Regions from separate parts of the Mus musculus genome. Here region 2 is linked to region 1. A link is a contact called in public Hi-C data. All regions are on one chromosome and are shown on one strand. The core of a region is the stretch at or near the end of the contact, and the rest is flanking DNA. Distances in the headings are between cores, read along the strand shown. Region 1 overlaps Kcnd3 (potassium voltage-gated channel, Shal-related family, member 3). Region 2 overlaps Tmigd3 (transmembrane and immunoglobulin domain containing 3).

Region 1 (7,522 bases), core at 1,481-3,980:
AGGGCTCCTGCTGGGAAGGAGGGACATGAGTCGGCCTCACAGGGATAGATCTTCTTTCATTCTCTTGGCTCTGAGTCGCCTCCTCTTATCCAAGGGCCACCTTCACCCCAGATTGGGGAGAAAGAAATTAACCATTTGCTGCCTCATTTGCATTAGCTTCATTTCCTGGGCCCATGAGGCCCAGCCCAGCACCCTGGCTGGTGAGACAGTCACCTCCTAGGAGTGTGTATAATGTGTGCATGAATCTGTGCACATGTGCACACACACACACACACACACACACACACACACGTGTATGCACGTGCCTGAAAGAACAACGTTAGGCTGAACAGTCAGCCCCAATATGGTTAGCAGATGCTGGAAAACTAGAAACAATGAAGAAAACTAACAAGTGGCTTGGTGGTGTGAAAACCAAACTAATTACAGCTCTTTCTGAGAGTGCACCACTAGTGATGCTCAGTCATATAGCCACAGTGGCTGGCTTGCCCATCACTGACAGGCTGGGTAATTCCTGTTATAGGTTCTATTCAACCACAGCATTAAATTGTGTGTCTGTGTTCCCAGGTCTCTATAGATTGTATTATCTGCCCCCAACTTTTCACACTGAGGTTACTTTTATTAGACGTGGGAGGGAGATGTTCTTTCATTGAAAAAAATACTAAGGGGAAAGGATTAAAAATAAAAAAACAACAATTGGGTGTTAATCATAGAGTGGTCACCCACATTCAGCCACTATCAATATTACTGGGTTCTTTTTCTTGGTCATTTTCCTCTGTGTAACTTAATTAGCTCCTTCCCTCCCTACTGTAAGTCATTTGGGTCAAGACCAAGTTTGTGCTACAATGAGCAAGACTGTGTTGAACACTTCCATGCCTTTCCTTCTGAATGACACTTGGGTAAAATTATTGGGCCACTCTAGTCTTGGGCAATTTCAGACCTCTTAATGGATACTGCCAAGTGCCTTTCGGAAGTGCTATGCCAACTGGCACTGAGAATGTCCGTCTCATGCCTCTTACCAGAACTACTGATATTTTCTCTCTCTGTCTCTCTCTCTGTCTCTCTCTCTCTACCTCCCTCCCTCCCTCCTTCCCTCTCCCTCCCTCTCTCTCTCCTTCCCTCCTTCCCTCTCTCTTTCCCTCCCTCCCCTTCCCTCCCTCCTTCCATTCCTCTCTCTCCCCTCCCTCTCTCTCCCCCTCCCTCTCTCCCTCCCTCCATCCCTCTCTCTCTCCCTCTCTCTCCCCTCTTTCATGCTGATTTTAGGTAATTTAATAGGCTGAAATCATAGTTGCTACTTTTTTAGCACATAGGAAGGTGAGATATGTTTCTGTGTGTTTATTGATTACTTGAAATGTTCACAGCATTCAGCAGTTAGAGGGAAACCCTTGACTTGCTTGTGAATGTGTGTACATGTAAAGTGCTTGGTTTGTGTGCACTCAACTGTGCTGACACTTGTCACAGATTCCAGCTAGGGAGCGGGATGCTCAGCTGCTACTATTCACACTGTGAGGATTCCACAGCTACCCTTTACCCTTCCCTCAAATGATCCTCCAGAGTCCCTAGTAGCTGCTGGTAGGAGAAGTGACACAAAAGAAGGGGGAAAAGTTTGTGGGGAGACACTGAGGACAAGCCAGAAGCTCCTTCCAAACTTTTGTTCTTGCCCCCTCTAAGAAGTGGACTATTGTGTGTTGGAAGCCAGAGCTAGGCAGTGAAGCAGTCAACACAGTTGTTAATTCAAGGCTATCGGAACCGGAGGAAGTAGGACTCAGGGCAGAGACAGGCTTCACTGAATACAGCAATGATAATGGAGAATTTATAGCCTGGGGAAGGGGGCATTGGTAGATGAAAACTCATGAAGATCAAGCATCAGGAACAGGAACAGGGTGGAGTCTGGCTAAGCCAAGTTAACAGGATTCTTGCTGGGATAGGCCAGGGTGATCTGGAGGATGAGGAACGAGTTGGATGCTGAGGATGCTCAAATACTGACTTACTAGGATTTTCTAGTAGAACTGAGCCATGCAGAGACAGACACAGATGCACAGAAATGGAGGCCAAGCCCTGAAGGTGAGTCAAAGGAGCCTCACTGGTAGGGTTTGAATATGAACTATCCCCTACAGTTGCATGTGTCAGAGAACTTGTCTCCTCCTAGTGGCGCTGTCTTAGAAGGTTGTAGAACCTCTACATGTGGATGTGTGCTGGGGGAAGTGACTCACTAAGGGTCAGATGTCGAGGTTTCTCTTGGTCTGATTTCCTCTCCTGTCTCTGCTTCCTGTTCCCTTGAAATATTAGGTAGCGAGTCCCAGCCGTATGCTTCTGTCGCTGCCATCTGCCATCGTAAGGGACTGTTCCCCTGTAATGGACTATTGTTCTCTCAAACAGGAGCCAAATAAATCTTCCTCCCTTTAAATTGTTTCCTTCAGGTATCCGGTAACGGCAGTGAGAAGAGTCACCAGTACAATGAGTCAAGTTCAGTCAAGAGCTTGTCATGTGGAGGGAAGTGACTGGGTACAAGAGAAAGAAAGAAGGAAGGGGTGGAGGGGAGGGAAGAGGGAACATGAACGGGAACTTCCAAGGAAGCAAGTGGACCTGTCCCAGCCACAGTGCTGGAGGTGACACACCGAGGTGACACACAGAGGGGGAAGGCTCAGTGTTTCCAGGTATCCACTGACACAACCCCACCTTCAAAGGTTGTGGTCCAGGCTCTGCCTCACTCCTCCTTTGACCTTTCTGCCTCATTTACCACATTGAGCGAATTAGCTGTTTCTCCCCAGTGTTAAACTGATGAGATGTCTCCTGCCTGTACTTTGGGTTCTAGTTACAAAGCTATCCGGGTGTAAATATTGTCAGGCATAACGATATAGCTTGATAAAGATATTCATTCTCAGGGCTTCCGTCATATGGCCGAACAGACACATCCTGACGACTCAGGCAAGAAAGATAAACAAGTGTCTGTCTTGAATAGCAAAGCTAAAGGCTGTGGAAATGTGTCTGTCCATCCAGAAATCTGGTCACTGTCCTGGCTGTAGAGCTTGTCTCCACTCCTACCAGGAGGACATTGGAAGAAACACAAACCATAATATTAGCATCACTTCTCTGGCGGAAACTTCAGGCTCATAAGTAAAGCAGATCTTTATCCAGCAATTGGGGTTTCTGTGGTAATGAAGTCTCTGCTTTGAGCATTTGTTAAAACCTGATTCATCTGAGTGATAAGAAAATGTGAGGATGACAGAGGCGCCTCAATTACTCGTCTCCCTGCTAATCCTTGGTACAGTGTGTGTTTAGCAAGAGCCTGCTGTTCGCAGCTCTTCTGCTGCTGGGTCGTGTCCGCTCTGTTCTGCTCAGGTCTCGCTCATGTGCATCATACTGGATTCGCAGAGGATGCTTTTCTTTTTCTCTCTTCTTACCAGTGCATTGGACTGTGCAGTAGTCTAAGCAGCTGGAGTCTGATAAGGGTACCCGCCCCCAGTCGAAAATGTTTGCTTCAGATTCTTGCTAGGTTCTGGAAGTGACCTGGGGCTCCTCCTCTAAGTCCACTGTGACCCATTCCCAAAAGCCCCACCCCACTGTGCCCCTGTGAGTTCTTCACAAAATGACTGGATTCTCAGAAGCCTGCAGTTTCTTCAGTAAATAGGGCATTGTGTTAATCAGGGTTTCTATTCCTACACAAAACCTCATGACCAAGAAGCAAGTTGGGAAGGAAGGGGTTTATTCAGTTTACACTTCCACACTGCTGTTCATCACTAAAGGAAGTCAGGACTGGAATTCACACAGGGCAGGAACCTGGAGGCAGGAGCTGATGCAGAGGCCACGGAGGGGTGCTGCTTCCTGGATTGCTTGCTCAGCCTGCCTTTTTCTAGAACCTAGCCCAGGGATAGCACCACTCACAATGGGTCCTCCCCTCTTGATCAGTAATTAAGAAAATGCCTTACAGCTGGATCTCATGGAGGCATTTCCTCATAACTCCATCTTGTGTCAAGTTGACACACAAAACCAGCCAGTACAGGCATCAAGTCTGCATTCACTTTGGACCTGGACAGACTCCTCTGCCTCTACTGTGTTTTCCAGGTGACCCCATCAGACTTGTAGGCCTCCTCCTCCAGGTTCCACTGCAGTTTGTTGCTACCTTTATTATGAAGCTCCCCTGACCACATGGTGATGCATCTGTTTACATGGTGGGCTGTACTAAGCTCCAGGTCTCATTGCTTTTCATCCATTGGTGCCCTGTATCTAATATAATGCCTGGGATATCACAGATACAAATATCTTCCCATGTCTGACAACTTGTGGGCTGTGGACTACTCCAGTTCTCACCTTTTTCCCTGGAGACCTACCCTATGGTAAGTCGGTAACTGTTCTCTATTTGATAAATGGCAGGTGCTTTCAGCAAATCACATAAAAACTCAGAAAAAGCACTTGCATGTAATATGTTGGAGGATGGGGCCCCTCAACAAAGGGACATACTTGCATATGAAATACTTACCTAGCACGTGCCTGACCAAGAATGTATGTTCACTGAATGGATACCTTGCACAATTCAAGGCAACTGAATATCTGAGTGAGGCCCGCATAGCTGTTTACATGTTATTATGTTCAGTGCTAGCCTAACCCATCCATTACCTTTGACCCAGCTAGAGAGCCAGCATCTGATGGTCAGGCAGAGCTGTTGTACCTCATATAGGTAGGAGCAACATGGAGCCCATTGGCTCTGTTGTGGCTAAGCAACCCTAGGTTGACATGAGCCTCAGGCAGTTCTCGGCTGCAGACCGCTGCCTCTGATGATCTGGGTACTCTGGAATCCTTCCACATGAGCTGTGCTGTTCACAGGGTCAGAAGGCTCCAACCTAGAACACCAGACAGGCCCAGTCAAGGGAGGGACACAACTCAAGCCACGAACTGGTGCTCAGGTTCTTCGTTGCCACGGCTCCTTTCTGACTCTTCATGTATTTTTTAGGAATGCGTAATTTCCGAAAGGGAAATTAAATTAGATTGTGCATTAATTTAAGCCACTGGAGGCTGATAGGGATGCTTGCCCACCACTCCATCCGAACTCCTGGCTTTTGATCCTAGGTTCTAAGAATGACCCAGAGCTCTTGTAAGCCCAACCATGACCCTTTCCCCTCAGCTCCACTCCACTGTCCTGCTGTGAACTCTTCTCCACATAACAACTGGATTCCTAGTAGCCTGCAGTTTCTCTGCTCAAATAGAATATCCAGGCCTACATTCTCTCTAGACCCAGACAAGCTTCCCTGCCTCCACTGGCTCCCAATGGCAGCTTGGTTTTTTTTGTTTGTTTGTTTTGTTTTGTTTTGTTTTGTTTTTTGACAGGTTTTCTCTGTATAGTCCTGGGTGTCCTGGAACTCACTCTGTAGATCAGGCTGGCCTCGAACTCAGAAATTCGCCTCCCAAGTGCTGGGATTAAAGGCGTGCGCCACCACGCCCGGCAGCAGCTTGTATCTTAGCAGGGCGAGGGGCAGAAGATGCTGGGAAAGCATCCTTCTGGATGTCCCAAGAGCTGAGAAAGCAGTGCACAAAAATTGGAACTTTAGATGTGTGGGCAGCAGGGCCTCCGTGGGGTGCTGCATCCTCCATGCCGAGCAGCCAGGGCAAGAGCTTTGACTAAATGCTCTTGTGAAGTAGGACCTGGCTTGAGGCCTTTTACTACTGTTTATAAATGAGGTGACTGTGGAGTTCTAGTTTCCCCGTCTGTGAACTGGGATCCTAAGAGAACCTGCTTCACTAGGTTCTCATGTAGCTTAAAATCTCAAAGTCCTATTAGGAGAAGTACTTAGCATGAATCAACACTCACAAAATGTATGTGGCCCATTGATTGATGATTGATTGATTGATTGATTGATTGTTCAATACTTTGTGCAAAGGACTCTACCCAGCACTCATGTGTTCGTATTGCTCCATGTTTGGCATTGGTGGTGAGCACCAAGGGATACCCCCACACCATCATCTCTGTATTTCCCATAATCTCCCAGTGCATAGTATGGCATAGAGAGAGAGGCCACTCCATGAAGGGGAGCATCCTGCGTGGAGGATCCTCGGGGTGTGAGAGACAGCTCCACCAGCACTCCCAGCAGAAGCCAGTAAGTAATGTGTTAGCCCTGACTGCTACATGCTGAAGCTCTGAGAGAACTGTCCTGCTGCTGCTTGATTTGAGCCGGGTCTCACCCTGTGTAGCTCTACCCTGGAACTCAGCAGACAGTCTAATCCCCCTCCCCTTGCCTCCCGAGTGTTGGGATTGGAAGTGAGAGCCCCTCCCTGAACTCTCCCTGTTCTCACACTCTGCCACCACCTTGGAATCTTCAGAACTCTTCTGTGTGGTGCCCAGGAAGCAGGCAGGTGGGGCATAAGAAGAAGAAAGCCTGTGCCTGAGCTCTTGAGGTCTCAAGATCTCAAAGAAAAATGCTGATGTTACTCACCTAGTCCCAGTGAGTAACATTCCGCAGAGGAAGTTTAAAATAGAACGCTAGTCACACCTAATGGAAGCAATGGATGTTTAAACATTATTAAGCTTCAGCCTTACGCAGCCGAGTCTGGCTGTGGGTGCCGATGGGAGTGGCTGATCCTGAAAGAACATTTGAATCTGGGATTCAGTGAGTGGCATGCACTTAAGGACCCAAATATCCATACTCAAGCCTCGCATGAGGACTTCCCCCTCCCACCTTCCATTTCCCATCTGTTGATCAGTGCTCAGGGGTGGGAAGAATGGATACTCCAGATAACTTATGACAGGTATTGTCAGGATTTCCTAAGATGGAGTAAAAATATATCCACTTTCGTACTGATGTATTTTGTGGGCTTGTGTACACCTCTTAACCTTTTCTAGTCTATTGAAGCCTTACCATCATCAGCTGGGCAGTGCGCGCTGAACACCTAGGTCAGGACGAGGGACATGGCCCCTTTATAAGCATGATTAGTTGTTTTCCTGTAGATAGGTGATGCAGAAATCACCTGCCCTACTGAGCAGACAGAGAGTAGGGTACAGTCGGAGGTGTTCTGCTGAGACTCACATATTCCACATAGTGAAAGACAAGACCCTCTCATTTATACAGACCAAGCCCTGTATTGCCCCATTTATGGTCTCATACATATACAATCTGATATAAGGAAATATTGACCTTGGTGACAGAAAGATGTCACACCAGCTGGTTTATGTCAGCCTGCCTGAGGCCCTGCAGCTGGAGGGGGTGACAGGCAGAGGCCAGAGGGAACTTACATCCTGAGACCAATTATTTCAGCCCTTCCTTATTGGCTCGCTGCCTCTTACAGCTGCCACAGACCCTCTCAACAAGGCCACCAATTTGTTGGACCCCAGGGAGAGTTCCTGCTCTTTGCATGCACACACAGGCAAACAACCACAGAACCAACTGTGAAAAAAGATATGACCGCCAAGTTTTGCACTTATTTTAAGCTACAGAGTGGAGTGTTCCATTGCCTTTTCTGTTATTAAAGCCTTGGGCTGACAGCAAGAGCCCGCTCTTCAGGCTCTTAGGGGCTTGCCTGAATCCCTGTCCTT
Region 2 (7,522 bases), core at 1,650-4,149, 270 kb after region 1:
GCGAGTGGAGATCTCGGTAGCTCCTGGGGGTGGGGGACGGCCTCAACCGAGTTCCTGTTGATCCCTCTCACTTCCTCTTGTCTTCAGTATATGGTGGAGGCCCTGAAGTGCAGCTGGTGCCCAATGGCTGCCTGCGATAATGCATGTCTGTGGTTTCTCGTTCAACCTCTGGTTACCTCCCGGAAGGGCCCTCCTTAGTCTTCTCAGGAGATTGCTATGGTCCCCAGCTCTAATCAGGGATCACACAGAGCCACACCCTCTTCTGATTTCAAAGATCTCTCTCTCTCTCTCTCTCTCTCTCTCTCTCTCTCTCTCATATCATACATGCAGGCTGAAGCCTGGGAGGGAATAGTTTAGAAATTAGTACTTCCTTGCCAAGACCCAAGAGAACACAGATCAGGTCTCACAGAAGGTAGAAGTCTTGGTTGAGTAGCCCTTGTGTAGTCAGGCAAAATAAGCTAGTCTGTGTCTTTCCACAGTAACTCCCATGTGACGCTTAGAAAATTCTTTCCACTTCAGAGTCCATGTCAAGAAATAGTTGGGTTTTTGAGATTTCCCCCTGCAGACGAAGAGCTGGCTCTGCACGACCTTTCTGTTGGGCCCAAGCTTCTGACGCTCAACCTCAGCTACTGCAGAAGTGAGGAAAATCCAGCTCTCAAAGCAGCAGCTGGATTGTTGATCTGCTCCAGGCCTTGTGTCACCTGACTCCAGCAGCTGCTATCCAAGCCTCTGGCGAGCTACTTAGCCTTTACGGAAGGTGATGTGGTGTTGTGTGTGCGTGACCATGCATCCCTCCTACCTGCGCCCTCCCTTACTTGCCGTGGGTAGGGCAGTCATCGCACCTGCTTCCTCTTTGGGTCTGTGAAATGAGAGCCACTTCGGCTTTGCCACATCTAACATCTAAATGGTATTTAGGAGAACAACAGCATAGCTCCTTGACTTGGTTAGGGCCAGGCAAGGAGTTCTGTAAGTGGAAGGTGAGGAGGGTCGTGAAGTAACCCTTTAAAAATGTTTATTAATCCTTTGAGGATCACACACACTTACACTCACATACACATACTCACATAGTCACATACCCTCACAGACACATACTCACACAGAGAAACTCATATACTCATACAGTCACATACATTCACACACACCCTTACACACAACATATTTGATCATGTTCACTCCCTACTCCTCCCCTAACTCCTCCCAAGAATACGCCCACCCCCAACCCCTCCTAACTTCATGTCCTTTAAAAAATTATTTTTATAACCCGTTCTCGATGTCCATATATTAGTGGGTGTGGATCCACCCACAGTAGTGTGATTGACCTTCCAGGGGCCATGCCCTTAAAGAAAACTGACTTTCCCTCTCCCAGAAGGACACGCCCCCTGCTTGGACTTAGGTTTCTGGAGCAACCTTCCCTTAGGCTGACCTTCCGGCAGTTCCTTGGAGCCCCACCCAGCCAGCAGCTGCCCTCGCCTCCTGCAGATGTTTCCAGTTTGCAGATTGCTTGGGGTTCTCTTTGGTCATTCGTTCCATTTGCTCAGAAACAACAGCCAGCATTCTTGTCGGGAAGTGAGAGAGTGCCAACCTCAGGATGACACAAAAGGCCCCAGTCATGGGAACTAGATAGAGATGGGGTGGGGGCTGGAAAGGACCAGAGACTGGACCATCTGCAGTGACCTAGACTTCTGCTGGCCTCTGCTGCAGCCGGGGCCACCAAAACAACATCTATCTGGCTTCCATCTGGCAGGGCCCAGAGTGGGTCAGTTGAGTCATCCTGGAGGGTTCAGGTCAGAAAGAGCCATTCTCCTGGAGGCCCGGGAATGACTGGAGAGTCATTCTGGTTCCTTGGCCCTTCACAGTCAGGATCTATTCCAAGGTTAATGAAAGGTTAGAAAGTGTTTGGTATTCAGGATCAAGTGCAGACACAAATGAATAGGCTGCGCATTAAATCGTAAATTGTGTGCCGTGCGTTTCATGTCTGTCAAGCAGCTGTTTTGGCAGGAGGTGACCATAATATTCATCAACCTTCACACCCTGCCCAGAAGGTGGCCTTTTTATAGCCTTGAAAAGTGCCAAGTGCTCTGCCACGCCCTCCAGAATGAGTGACAGGTAAGACACAGAAACTGTGGTTATGGTTCTGAATAGGGCGGGCTCTTGAGATAGCCAGGCTTCACCTGCAGCAACGGAGAGGCCCCTGTGGCTGCGGGTGCTCCATCCTGCCTGTCTAGGAACTGCCTGCAGTCAGACCCCCCAGGCTGGCCTCTGCCTGGGCTCACGAAGGGGGGCGGTCTCATAGCTGAACCCTGGCACAAGCTTCTTCATGCGGTCAAGCCACTCACTTCCTGGCAAGTAGAGAAGATAGGAGAAGACGTCATCGCCGTCCTGCCATCGCCTTCGGGTGAGTCCAGTTTCTGAAGCTCAGAAAACCAACAGAGGATTTGGAGCAAAAAGCTTCTTCAACAAAAGACGAGAGAAAGGTGCCAAGGAAAGCCACATCTAGACCATTCCAACCTCAGGGGCACAGCCAGCCTGCAGTTCACGGTTCACAGAGGGTCTGTGGGTATAGAGACGCTTCCTGTTGGTTCAGTAACCAGCAAGCACCTCATGAGGAGTCACTGGCCCGGTGCCCATGAGGCCCACAGGAAGAGCATGGGTGCAGGACTCTAAGAGTGGTCCAGACCCTGCCCCAGATGTTGGGTGTTTTTTACTTCTTTCAGGTCCCAAAGAATAATCTTCCTCCTTCACCAAAGAGGAATTAAAGACATGGGAGATTGGGCAATGTGGCCAAGGTTATCCGCTTAGAAACAAAGCTCACAAAGCAAGAAGGACGTGGCATGTTCAACGTCTGAGTCACTCGCTGGCAGCCAGCCCATTTTGATTTCTTCCCCGGGGCTGGGCCTCAGGGCATAAATGCAGTGGGACAGGCCTGACACCTGGAGGCAGAAGCCCTGTGTGTACATGGAGTGGGACAGGAGGTGGTTCGATGCGGGAATCTCACCGAGGCAGAGAACTCTGGCACAGGTTTGAGTGCTGAAGGTCTGGAAGGTAACTTCCAGTAAGAGGTGATATGACTGGCTGGCACATCAACCTGGATGGACAGGGCAGGGAGACTGGCCATGACACATACATGCAGTGGATCACTGTCTGGTTGGGTGGTCCTAGGGTGTTCATCTGTGGGCTCAGCGAGGTGGGCACCAGAATAAACAAGGAGCTAAATGTTCTGGCTAGCCGGTTTTGACCTCAAACCAGTCACTTTGGGCACCAGTTTCCTCTCATGTTCAATTCCACTTCTAGCACACTTGTGCTCTAAAATCTCACTGTGAATGTTGATTTGGGACAAGAAAAGTGATGAGTGTAACACCAGGAACAGTTCTAAGCCCTACAGAAAAAGCAAGAAGAACAGGGCCAAGAACAAATGACAGAGCTCTGATCATGGAACACAGAAAACAGGGTGCCCATGGCATCAGATTAGACAAATCACACTGAAGAGAGAATGGACGTGTGGTGGTAAACAAGCATAGAGAAGCCACAAACTGTCTTGTAAGGCATTCTCTCTAAGGGCCTCTTAACCAGACTGAGTAACATAACCCCAAAAGACTGCAGGGAAAAGATGCAACAAAGAAACAAAAAATGGACCCTCTCGTTCCTCTCAGCTTCTGCCCAACACAGTGACATGGTTAGCACCCTCTTGGGCTGGGGTGGGATGTGTGTGGGGGTAGGGTGGGGACAGACCTGGGAATAATATATGCATTCAGCTCCAACATAAAACAGGTCTCCCATGTTGCCAGGTGTTATAAGAGGCTCCTGGAGGTCCAAAGTTGAATAGGAAGTGGGAGAAACAATTTAACTCCAAAGTAGCATAAAAGTGCTCAAAGAGAGGATAGCATAAGCTGAAATGGAATCCATAGTGAGGGAGGGGCCACTGGCTGCCCACCAGCGCCTTTGATCCTTCTTGGGAGTTGATTGTACATACAATGGTAAGTGGGTTCTGCCTGTGCCGTGGGTGGCACCATCCCGGATACTTCTGGGCATCAGTGCCCCAAGCTCTGTTATTGAGTCCTCTCCAAGATACTCAATTAAAATGACAGCTTTGCCATGTTTTGTTTCTTGTTTCTAGAGACAGGGTCTCACTTTGTAACCTTGGCAGTCTGCTCTGGCTTTGAATTCACAGAGATCAAGCTGCCTCAGCCTCCCAACTTCTGGGATTCCAAGCATGCATCTGGCTGGGTATTTTATTTTTAGAATTACACAAATCCCTATGGGTGAATGGGAAGCAACACCAAAGTTCCTTCTATGTGCTCGTTATTTGTGACTTGCAGTCTTCCCAAAAGCATGTGCTCATAATAAAAGAACAGAGCATGACAACTAAGATACCAGGAGCCAGGGCTGGAGATTTGACTCAGTGGTTAAGAGCATTTGCCACGGACTGGAGAGATGGCTCAGCGGCTAAGAGCACTGACTCCTCTACCAGAGGTCCTCAGTTCTATTCCCAGCAACCACATGGTGGCTCACAACCATCTATAATGGGATCCAGTGCCCTCTTCTGGTGTGTCTGAAGACAAAAACACAGTGTACTTACATATAATAATAAATAAATCTTTAAAACAAACAAACAAACAAGAGCAATGGCAACTTGTGATGGTTTGAATAAAAATGGCTCCCTTAGGTTCATAGGGGAGTTGCAGTATTAGGAGGTGTGGCCTTGTTGGAGGAACTGTCACTGTCTCAGAAGCTCAAGCCAGGTTTAGTGGCTTATGGTCTCTTCCTGCTGCCTGCTGATCTAGATGTAGAATTCTCAGTTACTGTTCCAGCACTATGTCTGTCTACGTGCCACCATGCTTCCTACCATGATGATAATGGATAAAACCTCTGAACTGTAAGCCTGCTCAGTAAAATGTTTTCCTTATAAGAGTTGCTTATAAGGCTGGTAAGATGGCTCAGAGGGTAAGAGCACTGACTGCTCTTCCGAAGGTCCTGAGTTCAAATCCCAACAACCACACGGTGGCTCACAGCTATCTGTAATGGGATCCGATGCCCTCTTCTGGTGTGTCTGAAGACAGCTACTGTGTACTTATGTATAATAATAAATCTTTGGGCTGGAGCAAGCAGGGACTGAGTGACCAAAGTTGACTGGAGCGAGCAGAGGTCCTAAAAAGTTCAATTCCCAACAACCACATGAAGGCTCACAACCATCTGTAAAGCTACAGTGTACTCACAAATATAAAATAAATAAATACATTTAAAAAAACAAAAAAGAGTTACCGTGGTCATGGTGTCTCTTCACAGCAATAGAAACGCTGAGACACTACTCTCTGAGAGGACCTGATGTCAGTTACCAGCACTCACACCAGGTGGTTCTGAGTGCCTTGTAACTCCAGCTGCATGCAAGTGATGATGACTTCTGGTCTCTATGCCACCTTCACACAAGTGTGTGCACACACATAAAAATAAAAAAATAATTTAAAAAAGGATACTAGAAGCCTGAAGTTGAGACAATGCGTGCAGCTTTTCTAGAAAAGTCTTTTTTTTGCTGAGACAAGCCTGGCTTGTGCTGACCCACTCTGAGCTCCTGGCTGCCCAGGAACAACCTACGCCACCAAGCTAATGAACAGAGCAGGAGAGGTATTAGAAGAGCAACATCCTTCCTAGAACCTCCTCGGGGAAATAGGTCTCTTAAACCTTCAGTATAAGCAATAACAATGTAGTATCTTTAACCGTGATGAAATGCTGAGACAGACTCTGTATAACAATAGCTTTAATGAAAAGCCGAGGGAAATAAAGTTATTGGGGGAACCCTTCAGCGGGAAGTAAAGTAATGTGGTTTCCTGATGCTGTCTGCCCATGGACTAGATGCAGGGGTGTGGGGTGGAGAAGGTTGAGGGAGGATTGGCAGGCTGCCCTCCATTACTCCACAGCCTAAGAGGAGGAACCAGAAACCAGAAAACTGGCAAAAAAGAAAGAAAAAAAAAATCCTGTTCTCAGTAGTTCTCAGTAGCTGGCCCAACCCATGGATCATGCACACCCTTCCACACTGAAGAGCTTCTGCCCAGTCACAGTTTATGTTTGGTATAATTGGTGTTGGCCTATTCTTGTGTGATTCACTGGAAAGGGCTAAGATAGTTGACTCAGATTCTGGCCTTTACCCATCGTAGTTGACTGTAACTGTCCTCCCTCCCTCCCTCCCTCCCTCCCTCCCTCCCTCCCTCCCTCCCTCCCTCCCTTCTTTAAGTTACCTTTGTTCAAGATTTTGTCAAAGAAATCTGAGAAGTAACTAATGCAGGTTCAGATCCCAGCTCCGCCACTTGCTCCCTGAAAGCCACCTCGCACCAGGCTGTGGTCTCCTCACCAGTGAAATGAGTTAGCAGCACTTACGATTAAGTTTGGCACACGATTATAAGTGACAGGTATAAAACGCCAAGCAAGGAGCCTGGGCTGTGTCACTTAGCACCCTGTCAATGGCAGGGTTCACACACTCGTGATAGAAGGACCTTGTAGAGTAAGAGAAGACGTGTCATCGAAGGGGTAGAGGTTGCTGGTTTCTTGCTCTCTCCAGGAGAATGTGCTCAATTCATCTAAGGGTAGGGTGGGTTGAGAAGAAGCAGGCCAAGGCACAGCCCCACTATACACATCTAGGACTGGCGGTGCTCTATCCCGGGTTCGTTCCTGCACGTGCTAGTTAGTGCTTACGTAAAGGTCACTGAAAATGACATCAGGACTCACAGTTGACCTGTGTGGAATCAGAGATGAACTTCAGAGACTGCGGGAGTCCCCTACTTGAGTGAAAAAATACCAGGGTGGGTAATTGAAGGCCTGAGGCTGGAATGAGGAGGCTGGGATATGAAGAGGCTCAAGGACGTTTGGATAAGTTATGGGCTTTGAAAAGATCAGGACAGTGACCAGAGGGCCCTGTGCCTACAGGAGGATGGGTTGGGGATTGGAGGACATGGGGGAAGGACCAACAATGCACAACCCGGTGAGATCTACTTACGGCAGATATCACACGGTAGCAGACCCCTTCTGAATCCACCCTGTCCTTAAGTCAGGAGACCAGACTGGGCTGGTCTCCACTGTAGAACATGCTCTTTAGCAGAACAGACTTAAGCACATTCCTTCTCTATTTGCTGAGAGTTCCTGCTTTGTGGAGCAAAATGCAAAACTTTTTTTGTTAGGCTGTTCATGCTCCTTGCCAGCCTTCTTGAGTCCAGAGGATCAGAATATTATGTGGGACTAGATTGGACTGACCATAGGCAGCCTACCTACCCTCCTTGCTCCTGGTCTCCCTTGCAAAGTCCGAGGTGGTTGGCTGAGGCCAGTTTTGAGCCCTCCCCATTTTCTCTCCTTAGCGGCAGCTTGTGTTTCAGAGGACGGTGGAAATGTGCTGCCACCTGGTGGCCACATCTGAGCATAGCCCCTTAGCCAGACCTCAACTACTCAAACCACAAGCTGACACAGGTAGTTGAAAGACATATTTTGAGAGCCTATAATCTGGAAGAGTATTAGGGATAGCTGAATCCTCTAGCCCTTC

What was found. A called contact is a pair of places that touch in the nucleus more often than the background predicts.
Region 2: a contact with region 1 is called in a Hi-C map of Th1 cells, with 6 times the contacts expected there. The contact joins two enhancer-like sites. A contact is called at or near these places in 1 of 484 Hi-C or Micro-C datasets (Th1 cells) and 1 of 115 datasets of contacts at active chromatin or transcription factors (memory CD8 T cells).

Annotation. Positions count from the first base shown.
Region 1 is chr3:105,625,236-105,632,757 of GRCm38.p6, forward strand. All of the region lies in intron 2 of Kcnd3 (potassium voltage-gated channel, Shal-related family, member 3), which reads left to right. Among named protein-coding and RNA genes, the nearest start is that of Ddx20, 59 kb to the right of the region's middle. Within about 2 kb of position 2,731, at least 18 of the 459 cell types and tissues checked have an H3K27ac peak or open chromatin away from gene starts, as enhancers often do. A contact at or near this core is called in Th1 cells and memory CD8 T cells, where this site is marked.
Region 2 is chr3:105,892,597-105,900,118 of GRCm38.p6, forward strand. The region is part of intron 1 of Tmigd3 (transmembrane and immunoglobulin domain containing 3); the gene reads left to right. Among named protein-coding and RNA genes, the nearest start is that of Adora3, 8.1 kb to the right of the region's middle. Within about 2 kb of position 2,900, at least 231 of the 459 cell types and tissues checked have an H3K27ac peak or open chromatin away from gene starts, as enhancers often do. A contact at or near this core is called in Th1 cells and memory CD8 T cells, where this site is marked.